Regions from separate parts of the Rattus norvegicus genome. Here region 2 is linked to region 1. A link is a contact called in public HiChIP or PLAC-seq data. All regions are on one chromosome and are shown on one strand. The core of a region is the stretch at or near the end of the contact, and the rest is flanking DNA. Distances in the headings are between cores, read along the strand shown. Region 1 holds the start of Kiaa1958 (KIAA1958 homolog). Region 2 holds the start of Inip (INTS3 and NABP interacting protein).

What was found. HiChIP or PLAC-seq counts read pairs in DNA pulled down with a chosen protein or histone mark.
Region 2: an H3K27ac HiChIP or PLAC-seq map of oligodendrocytes shows a contact between it and region 1, with 6 times the contacts expected there. The contact joins the promoter of Inip here to the promoter of Kiaa1958 in region 1. A contact is called at or near these places in 5 of 12 Hi-C or Micro-C datasets (the A7r5 cell line, frontal cortex, hepatocytes and 2 more) and 1 of 1 datasets of contacts at active chromatin or transcription factors (oligodendrocytes).

What each region holds. Positions count from the first base shown.
Region 1 is chr5:79,283,252-79,289,471 of GRCr8, reverse strand. Kiaa1958 (KIAA1958 homolog) reads right to left here and starts at 2,764. Exons shown (of 4, transcript NM_001419541.1): 1 at 2,491-2,764. LOC134486941 (a long non-coding RNA gene) reads left to right here and starts at 2,845. Exons shown (of 2, transcript XR_010066534.1): 1 at 2,845-3,003; 2 at 5,062-5,255.
Region 2 is chr5:79,454,734-79,460,953 of GRCr8, reverse strand. It overlaps Inip (INTS3 and NABP interacting protein), which reads left to right and starts at 3,402. Exons shown (of 5, transcript NM_001305282.2): 1 at 3,402-3,530; 2 at 4,945-5,025. The coding sequence starts at 5,001.

The DNA.
Region 1 (6,220 bases), core at 1,515-4,014:
GTCTCTAGAGAGCAAATCTGTTACCTCCCAGTTTTCTATTTTATTACCATAGTACCAAGCATAGGGAAGTTCTGAAAAAGCCTGTAGACTTTTAGGTCTCCCAGATTTAACTAAGGACAGCTTAGTATAGCTTAGGAAAACAAAAGCCAGCTAAATGGCAACTTTGTTTTAAAGGCCAACTGATACAAAATTTTTGCAAGGAGCATTTATTTGTTGTAAGGTTAAAAAAGAAAACGAAACCCATCAGGATAAAGAATTAATGTAAGCGCCTGCACAGACATCAACTGAACAAAAGGGAAACAAGTAAAAATACATATAAGCCACTCTGGAATGCTTCTGATTACACCACTGTTAAGTTAAACAGAATGAAAACATTAACATGGACACACCAGTCAGAAAGAAATGAGAAGGCAAGGTATTGTCTCCCAGCCAGCACAGATAAAGGCACTGAGTGCTGATCCCAGGCTTTCCCTGCACAACCCTGGCTCTGTTAACCTCCCCCCATCTCACAGAGATGCTTTGTTCAGTCTTATCACAGCCACTGACCACTGACTGCCTAACAGATACACAGAAATCAATTCAGTTTGCTAGCCTGTCTTCTGCAGTATTTCAACCAGTGCCAAAGAGATGCAACTCTGAGGCTGTTCTCGAACTCCCTGTCCCTGATGATACCAGACCCAATTCAACTCCTCTTTAACCTATCTATAAGGGAGGGCAGAAAGGTTTAGGCCAGGGTGGACCAGAGCAACAAACACAGAGTTGATCCTTTGTGTAGTTTAAATCCATTTAACTAATCTAGACCGGAAGTCACAACAAAACCTGATCAACTATGGTTAATGTAGCTGCCTCCAAACATAAATCCTGTACAAATGTATAGTCTGATAACTTATAAAAATTCAGTATACAATATCATTAACATAATGTAACTGGGGCAGGAATCTAGGATAAATTTTTTTCTCACAAAAAGTCACTTTTTAAAGCTTATTAAAGTCTTTTATAATAAAAATAGGGTACTTGAATAAAGGTGCATTGAACTATATTTTTTTTGAATCTTTAACAATTTAATAGGAATTTAAAGAGCTTTCATCTATATTATTTTTCCCTTCAAATTTAGATTTTTTTTTTAAAGGAATCTTCCACTTTCTCCAAATGGCTAGCATTGTTCAGTGCTCCTCAAAACTACTAAAAACGAATCCAAAAACCACTCCCAGGTAACAGTCAGACTTAAGTATGCCAATATGAATTCTCACAGTCGACAAAAATAAAGTTTCTAAAAGTGAGGAAAAAACAGATTAACATAGGACATAAACCCGTATCTACATAGAAAACATGAGTCTATGAAATGAACTTTATGAATGCTTCCTGGACTTCATTTATCATTTGATCATATATGAACATATAGCAGCTGTTCACGAAGTTAGCCAGCTAATCAAATAAGAAAAATCAGAGCTGCCACCTAACACCTTTCAAAACACTGTATCTAACAAGCAACCAACCCAATCCTTGGTTTGTATGCACGGAATACATAGTTGCTTCATGTAAAATAAGGAAATACCGGTGGGAAAATCACTTCTAACATCACGTTTTCTTCACATGCTATGAAAGAAAAAAAAATCTCTCTTAAAACGGAAAACAAAGGTTTTAGCCCGCATGGAAAGACTATCATTGTGTTTTACTCTCTGATGCAAGCCCTACCGTAAAAGCTGTCACTACAGGGCACTCCGATTAATTGTTTAATTGGTAGACTACTCTATCAGTGATAATCCTAACGACCACGAGAAAAAAACTTTACTCCAAAACTTCAAAACAAAAATAAATACAAGTGGTTTTTTTAAATCAACCATGTTCGATTTTCTCCATTTAAGTCATTACCTGACCTTTACATTTTTTAATTAAAGACAGCTGTAAGAAAACCACATAAACCACATATTTTTGTTTGTTTGTCTGTTTGTTTGTTTGTTTGTTTGATCTGACGTGTTGCTGGTCAGCTCAACCTCCTCTCTCCAGGACACTAGATATCTTGATCTATTTGATAAAAACACAAATCACTGTGCGCAGCCTCAGACTCGGGGGAGCGTTTGGGAGAGAACCCTCCTCCGTTAGAAACAATAAATAAGGGAGCAAAGCGCCGCACGTTCCTTTACACGCCCCACACGCACCTCCCGGTAACTCCCGACAACCAAGCTAGTCCGGCAGAGCCCCGAGGCGCCTTACCGGTCTGCAACTAGCTGGACAGACCGTTCCTCCTCCGTCCCGCCCTCCTGCCCGGCTCCGGGACGCCGGCGCACCGACAGTCCCCGCCAAGACGCCGCGGGCCGCGAACCCGTGCGCGCCGGTCTCTGCGCCCGCAGACCCCTCCGCCCCTAGCGCCCTCCCGCCTCGCCAGCCCGGAGCAGACAAAAGGAAGGTTCTGAGGGTCACGGCGCGGCCGCCCACACACAAAGGCCCCGCGCTCGCCTGCTCCCCAGCCCTGAGCGGGCTCTCACCCACCTGCAGGTGTCTGTGCGTCTGTCCATAGGAACGCGGGCGGTGGGGCCTGCGAGAGCCCGGCGGCCCGAGCTGGACGGGGAGGGACGGCGGGACGGAGGACGGCAGCACCACGGCCGGAGGCCCCGGGGCCGGAGTCGGTGAAGCGGGAAGGGTGCCCCGCGGGCTGCGCGGCGGGTGACGGCGGTGGTGCGGTGGGGGCGCGGGCGCCAGCCTGGCTCGGCCACCGGCGCGCGCCGCTCCGTGCGCCCCGGGCTCCGCGCGCCCGGCTTGGAGCGCGGGGGCGGGGCCGCGCGGGGCGGGGCCGGAGAGGGGCGGGGCGGGGGCTCGGACCCCGGCTTCAGCCGGCACCGGAAGCGCTCCGCAGGCGGCGGGACCTACAGGAAGTGTGTAGCGACGCCCGCGGAAGGCACTCGACCCGCGGCGCTCGCTACCCTACCAGGGCGCGGGCCAAGCTCTTGCCACCGATGCGCGCAGCCCGGAGCCGGCGGAGTTCAGCCCCCGCCGCTCCGACAGGTACAGAACCCACGGTCTCTGCCACTTTCCACGCATGTGGGCTGTCCCGGTCTCCAAGCACTTCCTAAACACTTGAAGTAAGCATAGCCTGATCGCTTTAGAGGTGTGTGACAGACACCTCAGCCAGAGCTGTGCCAGGTGGCCTGGGACCCACAATGTACTTACTCCATAGTATCCTAATGCCCCACCGCATCATACCTACACACCCGAAATAAACTGGAATTCTCGGGGAAAAAAAAAGAATGCTGCAGGGTGTTAAAGATTCTACAAGGCTTAATAATTTAACTTCATGACTGTGAAGAGTTAAAATGTTGCAGACCAGAGCTAAATTAGCTTGGGCATTTTTAGTTCCTTTGGGAGGCATGTATTGCCTACCCATCAAACTTAATACCCTCATGCCTTAGGAAAACCTTTACTATGTCTTTTTAGCAGTGGCTGGAGGGACAGCTCAGTGGTTAAGAGCACTGGCTGCTCTTCCAGAATACCCAAGTTTGATTCCCAGCAGTAGTTTACAACAGTCTGGAGCTCAGTCCCTACAGTACTGAGACAGTGGTGCACAGACATACACGCAGGCAAAACCACCATTAATAATAAGAAGAAATGTATTGTCAGCTGACTACTGGCTTCCACTGAGTCGAAAGCTACAAGTCTCATCAGTACCTGAAACCTGTGGCCCACTTTGCTGTAATCCACTGACCTGCAGTCCCTGCATTTGATAAATGCCTTGATTTTAGGGACTTTCTTCTGTAACTAATTTTTAAAAAGCTAATGTAACTACTTCCACAGTGGAGCACGACTCTCAGGGCAATATGAATCCATGTTGCTGGACCACCTTTCTTATTTGGCTCAAGAATAGACTCAGGGCTGAAGTTTCGAATCTACACACTCATCCCACCTAGGGAGTGGGGCCGTTGTAACAGCTAAAACTCTCAGACGGATGCTCTGGTACACAAGGGCCTGAAGGCTACTTAACACATGTCACTACTGAGGCAAGGCTGTACGTTTAAAAACCTTTTCATAGCACCTACCTGCTACGTTTGTGTCAAGACTTAGTGGGTTGTTAATTCAGGTAATCCTAAGAACGCCACAAAGCTGGTGCTAGTAACATTGCTCTTCTATGGAAAATTAGCTACAAGTTTTAATTGTTTTTATGTGTGTGGGTGTTTTGCCTGCATGAGTATCTCTGTACCAGGGATGCCCTTGGTGCCCTCCCAGGCCAGTAGAGGGTGTCAAATGGGAGCTCCCTTGTGGGGGTTGGAAATCAAAACCCGGTCCTCCTGAAGGGCAACTAGTGATCCTAACCACTGAGCCATCTCTCCAGCCCTGTGTTTTCAGGTACATACTGAGAAGTGATATTGCAGTTTATAAGATGATTATAGTGTTAGTTTTCAGAAACCGAGGCTTAGAGAAACTAAAAAATCTTGAGTACATAGATTGTTATTAGAGCTCAGATTCATCCAAAGCAGTCTGGCTCCAGACTCCCTTTTCTCCTCACAGCCCTGAGTCCTTTCTGAGACATTTATAATGGCAGGAAGTTATTTAGAAATAACCTGGTCAGCCTTAGGTGCTATCCACATGTTGGGCTCACTCCTCCTATGACAGGAAATCTCAGCCATTCCTACCGCTGGGGTAGGTGAGAGATGAGAATGTAGGAGATTGTAAATGAAGGATCCAGGGTCATCCGGACATCAGATAACTTCAATTGCCCATTAGTCAGTTCTTTCCTGCACCGCAGCCTCCACCAGCCCTCACAATCCTGAAGAGTTTAAGGCTGACATTCCTTTTTTAAAGCAGCAATTATCGTTATTTTTTTAAGGATTTATTTCCTTTTATTTATATGAGTACACTGTAGCTGTCTTCAGACACACCAGAAGAGGGCATCGGATCTCTTTACAGATGGTTCTGAGCCACCATGTGGTTGCTGGAGATTGAACTCAGCCCTTTGAACGAGCAGTCAGTGCCCTTAACCTCTGAGCCCTCTCTCCAACCCGACATATTTTCTTAATGTAGTTTATTTTACATGTATTTTGCCTGTGTTTGTCTGTGTACCCTATGCAGGATGGCCCACTGAGGTCAGAAAAGGCATTGGACCTGGAGTTAGAGACCTTTGTGAGCCGCCATGTAGGTGCTGGGATCAAAGCTGAGTCCTCCCCACAGCTGAACCACCTCCCCCACCCCACAGGCTGATGACGATCTTAAATCTGTACATTGTCAACGCTCTGGTGCCAGCTAAATAAAAGCATTTATGTAAATGCTGTGACTCAGTGAAATGTACACGAAGTAAGGCAGAAGGCCTCACACAGTTAACTGCTGCATCTTCCTAAAATGTGCTCCTGTGGAGAAATCAGAACCCTTACGTGTTGCTGATAGAAGAAGGTACAGCCAGTACATAAAACAAAATGGCAGATCCTCAAAAGACAAAAAGTTAGAGTATAGGAACTAGTGATCTCACCTCCAGGTATGTGTCCGAAAGACAGAGTCTTAAAGAGGTGTCGGTGTCAGTGTCCCAAGATGTGAAGCAGCCTAGATTTCCACTGAGAGATAAGGAATAATGAAAATGCAAATATTATCCATCTGTTAGTCTTGTTCCACATCCAGTGTGAACCTGGAAGACAGTGTTCTGAGTGAAATAAACCTATTACAAATGCTGCACACCTGTAATTCCAGCACTGGGGAGGCAGAGACAGCCTGGTCTACAGAGTGAGTTCCAGGACAGCCAAGGCTACACACACACACACCTGTCTCAAAAAAACAAAAATCAAAACAAAAGTGTGCAGAGGACTAGGTCCGATTTGGGGGTGGGGGGAGGTAATCTGGAAGCAGTGAAAACAAACAACTCAAATTCAAATTGTGGGGCCAAGATGGCGGCCTGTGTCCAGCTAAAATGGCTTTCCAGTATGCTTTCCCTCAATATAGATGTTGTGCTCAGCTCTAAACAGCTTTTTCTTGCTATTCAAAGAAAACTCTCTGGTTGAGACAGCTAGCTTTCTGCTTTCTCTTTGCTAGTAAATAATTCTAGAAGCTCTCTGGGGTAGCTCAATGGGTTTTCTGACCAAAGTCAAAAACACTACTATAAAAAAAAAATCTTGGATCTTCTAACCAAGTCAAAAATCCTGTTAGAAAAATTCTTTTTTTTTTAGATTTATTTATTCATTTATTATATATAAGTATACTGTAGCTGTCTTCAGACACACCAGAAAAGGGCATCGGATCTCTT
Region 2 (6,220 bases), core at 2,153-4,652, 170 kb before region 1:
CCACCTCTCCTTTAAGGATAAGCTTTTCCTGTTTTCATGCAAAGTAGGAAATGTTCAAGTCCAACCACATGTTATCACACACCAAGGCACGGTGATGGAGGGAGAGTAAAATGTTTGGATACAAGTACCCACTTACCAGTATAATCCTTAGGCGACCAACATCCAATACCTTCACAGTCATAGCAAACTATTCGTCTTTCATAGTCTGGTCAAAGTGCCTGGTCTTCGCTCTTGTATGTCCTATGCTCTGCTCTTTGCTGCCATCTACTGGACAAGTCGGTGAAAGTCTCCCCCGCTCCCCCACCCCTCGCTCATCAAATTTAACTATCCTTGTAGAGAATATCTCGAAGATAATTTCATTCTAAAGGAATCAGGCCATTTCCCTTAACTAGATGATCCTCTTCCAAGCCTAACAGTGTCTCAAAAACCAACCAACCAGACAACCAAACCACCACCCCCACCACCACCACCACCACCACCACCACCAACAACAACAACAACAACAACAACAACACACTTTCTGCTCTTCCGGAGGACCCAGGTTCTGTTTCTATACATCCACCTGTACATCCAGACCCGTGGAACCCAACACTCTTTTCTGGATTCCATAAGCACCAGGCCTCCACATACATGCAGGCAGGCAAAACACTCATACACACACAACTAAAACAGATAAATAAATGTAACCAACGCTTTATACATCCTAGGCCCAGCTGCTCTGGAAGCTGAGGCAGTAGAACTTGAGCCCACATGCTTGAGACTAGCCTGGGCAACACAGAAAAAGAGAAAGGAAAGACAGTGTATTCACAGTTTCCTAAGTGGTTCGACGACAGTTCAGGCTCCTTTCGCTTATACAAAATTATTTCAACACCTCCTTCCCCTTGTTTTTGAGACGGGGTCTCCCTATGTAACCCTGGCTGGCCTATAGAAGTTCCAGCACTGCAGGGAGAAGACGAACTGTTTTCAAGGACTGCTATTCACAAAACAAAAGGCCAAACAATTGGTCATGAGTGAAACTTACCTTCCTGCTGGTCATGCTCCCCCAATCCTCACATACTGAACTGGACAAGAAACTACAAAATGTTTTGGAAGAATTTTCTTCCACTCCTTAAACAATGTTCTTTCAGAATGTCCATTATTTTAATGTGTAATGTTTTAATTGTACATATGTAGGCAATGCAGTGTAATAGTGAGATGTATATATTCACCAGGTCATGATTAGGGTAGTAAACACTTTCATCTAATTAAATCTTCTGTTTTCCTGTTTAGGAATTAAAGAGCTTCCTGTGCCCTGTTTCCTGTACTGACTACTTGGGCAACAGGACAAAAAAAAAATTCTCCTAAGAATATAGAAACCATTTATCTTTTTAAGTCACACCCAGCCTCACTTCGACCTTTTAACTGAAAGAATTTGTTAGGACTTTTAAGCTTGAATAAGGCTGCATTTTCCCAGAAGATCACAGAAGAGACTCAAATGTATTTATTGCCAACATGCTTTATATTTTAATTAAAGTAGTTAGTAGAGCTGGGTATGAGGGTACAGGCCTATAAGTGCCAGGACTCAGGAAGGTGAGAAGGAGTTTTCCAGTCTGCCGCCTGGGCTACAAGGTGAGTTCAAGGACAGCCTCTAAGTACCAAAACCCTGTCTCAAGGGGGAAAAAAAATCACTAAGAGCTGGTTCTAGAGGAATCCCTAATGCTTTGACACTTTAGTACAGTTTCTCTTGCTGTGGTGACCCCCAAACATAAGATTATTTTCTCGGGGTTGGGGATTTAGCTCAGCGGTAGAGTGCTTGCCTAGCAAGCGCAAAGCCTTGGGTTCGGTCCCCAGCTCTGAAAAAAAGAAGAAAAAAAAAAAAGAAAAAAAAAGATTATTTTCTCTGTTGCTTCCTAACTACAACTTTGCTACTGCTAAGAATCAGTGTAAATATCTGATATGAAGGCTACCTTATATGTAATCCCTGCACACAAATTGAAAACTGCCGTTCTAGAGCAAAGACAGTATTCGGAAGTTAAGAACCTGGCAGAGTTTGCGGGCTTTAGCTCAGCTCATGGCTGGATACAATGTAGTAACATCTCTGTTTCCCAGATACAAATCACAGGCAGACACAAGCTGATGGACAGCAGGCACCCAGCACATGGAAAACACTCAACTTTTTTTTTTTTTTTTTTTTTTGCTGTGAACTAAGTAAATTCTTGGTGTTGAACTTACCGTTGTGCATCAGAAACAGTAACAAACATTTATTATTTTAGAAATAAGGTTTATGTAGTCAATACTGGCCTCAAACTTGCTATGTACCTATGTACCTTGTGATCCTCTTCCCACCAAATTCCTGAGGCTGGATTAAGAAGTATACACTACCATACCCAATTTTATGTGGTGCGAGGTATCAAATTCAGGGCCTCCTGTATCCTAGACAAGTTCTCTACCAACTTAGCTACATCTCCAGAATCCCAAATACTAATACAGAGCATATGTGCAAGTTGTGGAAAGTGGTTAATAACCATAGAACACACAACACACATCAAAACATGTTTACTTCTTTTAGTTTTTTTTTTTTTTTTTTTTTTCAAAATAGAGTTTGCCTGGGTAGCCCTGGCTGTCCCGGATCTCACTTTGTAGAGAAGGTTGGCCTTGAATTCAGAGAAATGCTTCCCTCTGCTTCCCTAGCGCCACCGTGTGCCAAACACGTTTACTTCTTAAGGTAAACATCTAGATTTAGCGTGCGGCTACCCAGCATTAGGTAGTTTCCAGTAGCGTCTTGGTGTGATTTTCCCTTTTTTGTTTGTTTGCTTTGGAGACAGGGTCTTTCTGTGTAGTCCTTACTGTTCTGGAGCTCACTATGCACACCTGGATGGCCTCAAACTTAGATCTGTCTCTGCCTTCAAGAGTGCTGGGATCAAAGGCATGCCCCACTACTCTCAGCCGACACTTTCATTTTTAAAATTCAGATTGTGCACAGTAGTGAAAACTTGTACCTATTTAGTGCTCTCCTTGTGTATAATTATTTATTCAGACGGTAGGCAACAAAAATATTCCTAGGAAAGTTGTGAAAACCTGAAAGTGTGCTCAACCTCCCTCTGAGCTCTACTGAAATGGATTAACACCGGGGTTAAATTCTGAAGACAGACAGCTAGTCTCCTGAAAACTCGAAGGACAGGAAAAAAAAAAAATCAATTTAGGTGCTAGGGACCCGGCTCCATTCCTGCCAATCAGCGTTGGGTTCCGCCCCCAACTGTACGGCCTGCATCTCCCGTGAGCCTCTTCGACTGTCATTCTTCGGAAGGGAAACCCTTTCCCGCCGAAGAAGCGATTAAACTACAAATCACCTTGGGTAGCGTCCGTTGGGTCCAGTCGATAGGCGGGACTTCCGCTTCCAGGGGCTCTGTCAGTCAGGAGGCGGAAGCTGGTGCCGGCGGGAATGTTGTAGCGCGGCGCATTGCTGCACTCTCGCCGGGTTCTGCGTGGGCGCGCCCCCCTGCACAGCGGCGACTGGACAGCGAGGTTTCTCGAGGTTCCTCGCATTCCGGGTAAGTATAAAGGACAGAAAAAGTGTGGCCCTAACGCCGGCCACCGGGCAGCGGCCTCGCGCGGACTAGCGTACGAGGGTTTCTCACTTCCCGTTGAGTTTCGCCCACTTCACCCGCGGGCAGGGACTCCTGGGACATCCTGACCCTTTCTCAGGGTGGCCTTGATCGCCTTCAGTGTTAGCTCGGCTTCGCTCACGCTGTGCTCCAGCCGCAGGAGTCGCGAGTCCTTTAAACCTGGCAACTGCTCAGAGCTCGTGTCTTCGCTCAACAATAGTTCTCTACTTCCGCAACCTTGTTCGCGCCTTGTTTTGTTTTGTTTTGAGTCAGGGTCTGGCAGTGTAGCCCTCGTTGGCCGGGTACTCGCGGTTCTGCCTTTTCTTCCCGAGTGCTGGAATTACCGCGGTGTGCGGGCATATTTTTAAAGAGCGCATTTATTAAATTGGTTTTCCTCCTCCACGCCGTGTGATTACTTGAATGAAACTCAACGGTCGAGGAGTTTGTCTTGTGATTTCGCCCTGGCCTAATACAAAACTTAATTTCTAAACTTAGCGATAAGCAGGCTTGGAGTTGGAGAGGTGGCCCAGCTGGTAAGAGCACTTACTGCCCAAGCATTAGGGTCTGTGTTGGAATCTCCGGCATCCATGTCGGAAGCACAAGGTGTGGCTGTAGCTCCTGCACCCCAGAGCTGAGGGAAGGCAGAGACGGAGGATCGGTGAGGATGGCTGGCAGCCAGCCTAGCTTCAGGCTCAGTGAGAGACCCTGTTTTCAAAGGAACAAGGTGGAGAGCGGTAGCACAAGGCGACCATCCAGTGCCTTTTTCTATCTTACTCACTCATGCTCACCACTGGGCATATACCACACACACAGAGAAACCAGGAGTCTAAGTTTGCTTAGTCGTGTGACAGTTGGCTTCCACATATATAAAAATGCTCATTAAAAACATTTTTTGGGGGAAACATCTTACACAATATATGGTGCAGTGTAGATACTTGTTAGGTTGGTTGGTTGGCTCGCTCGCTCGCTCTTTCTTTCCTTCCTTCCTTCCTTCCTTCCTTTCTTCCTTTCTTTCACCAGCACAGTAGATGACCTGAGAGTGATTTTTATAGAATTTTATTTTTCTTCTTAGCACTGATTATGTGGATACTTTCAAGAGGTTGATCTATTTGGTAAATACATCTTGATGTAAATTAAAAATAATGCTAAATGTTGGTATTAACAACTTCAAGACTAAAAAAAATGTCATTTAATGAAGTGCATGAGGAACTTGCAGAGCTAAGTTTCTGATTTAAGCCTGTGCTTACGTTTATCTTTCTGAAGAGACTAAGAAACCCAACTCAGCCTAGCTGTTCTTCACGGTTTTGAGACTGTAATTAAGGCCAGCGCATTTTATGTGTGCACATAAATTTTTTTACAGATGATTGTAAAGTCCTGATCAGTGGCCACTGAATATAATTGACACAGAATAGGAAGATGGCAGCAAATCCTTCAGGACAAGGTAATGCATGCTGGGATTTCTGTTATTACTAGGAACGTTCTCCCATACAATAAATGTATTTGAAGTAGAGAAAATTTAGTATAGAGCAGTTACTGCGTCCAGAATTATGAGTAGCAAAGTGGAATCCCCCAATTTAAAATCAGCTTAACACTGTATCAGCAGCTTATTTTCTAATATTACTAATTCTTTATTTCAACCTGTTAAGATTAGTGATTCACATCGTGAACTTTTTCCTTCCATTTACTTGTGTATAGTGTGCATCTGTGTATATGCATGTTTGCATGTGTGGGAGCATGTGTGTAGGGGTGGGCATACACACATGTGGAGACTGGAGATTAACATCGAGAATCATCTTCCAGCACTTTGCACCTAACTCACTGAGGCAGGGTCTCTCAGTCAAATCTAGACCTTGCCCATTGGCTACTCTTGCTAGCCAGCTTTCTCCAGGGTTCTCCTCTCTGCCTTCCAAGGCTGAAATTACACAACATGTACGTGGATTTTAGGGAGCTAAACCCTGGTCCTCATGATTTTGGGAACAAGTGCTTAACCACTGAACCACCTCCCCAGCCCGCATCATAAACGGTCTCCTGTCTCCTCTGGCATCTGTTTTCTTCTTGCTTTTAAAGTCAGGTAATAACCATGCTTTATCTTCATTGCTGTAAAAGCTTCATTTCACCTGTTACTTTCTTTAATCCCATCAAGTTAGGGACACGTTTCTGTTAAGACATTAAAAAAAAAAAAGTTTTGTTGAAAAAAAAATTTATTCAATGTTTTTAGCTTTTTGAAGGCTATCTATGTTGTGTTGAACTTGTGATATTCCTGCTTCAGCCTCTTAGTTGCTAGGGTTACAAGTATGCTCCAGATTTTTTTTTTTTTTTTTTTGAGACAAGGTATGTCTTCTTGGCTGCCTGGAACATACTATGTAGACCAGGCTGGCCCCCCTCATACAGCTCTGCCTCTCCCCCTAGTGCTGGAATTAGAAGCATGTGCCACGGGGCTGGGGATTTAGCTCAGTGGTAGAGCGCTTACCTAGGAAGCGCAAGGCCCTGGGTTCGGTCCCCAGCTCCAAAAAAAAAAAAAGAAGCATGTGCCACTACACCTGGCTCATAAATGTAGCTATCGTTTTTTAAGTCTTTTTTATGCAAATACTTGAAACTGGTCTCTTTCCACATCAGGCCTGAACTGTTTGACTTTT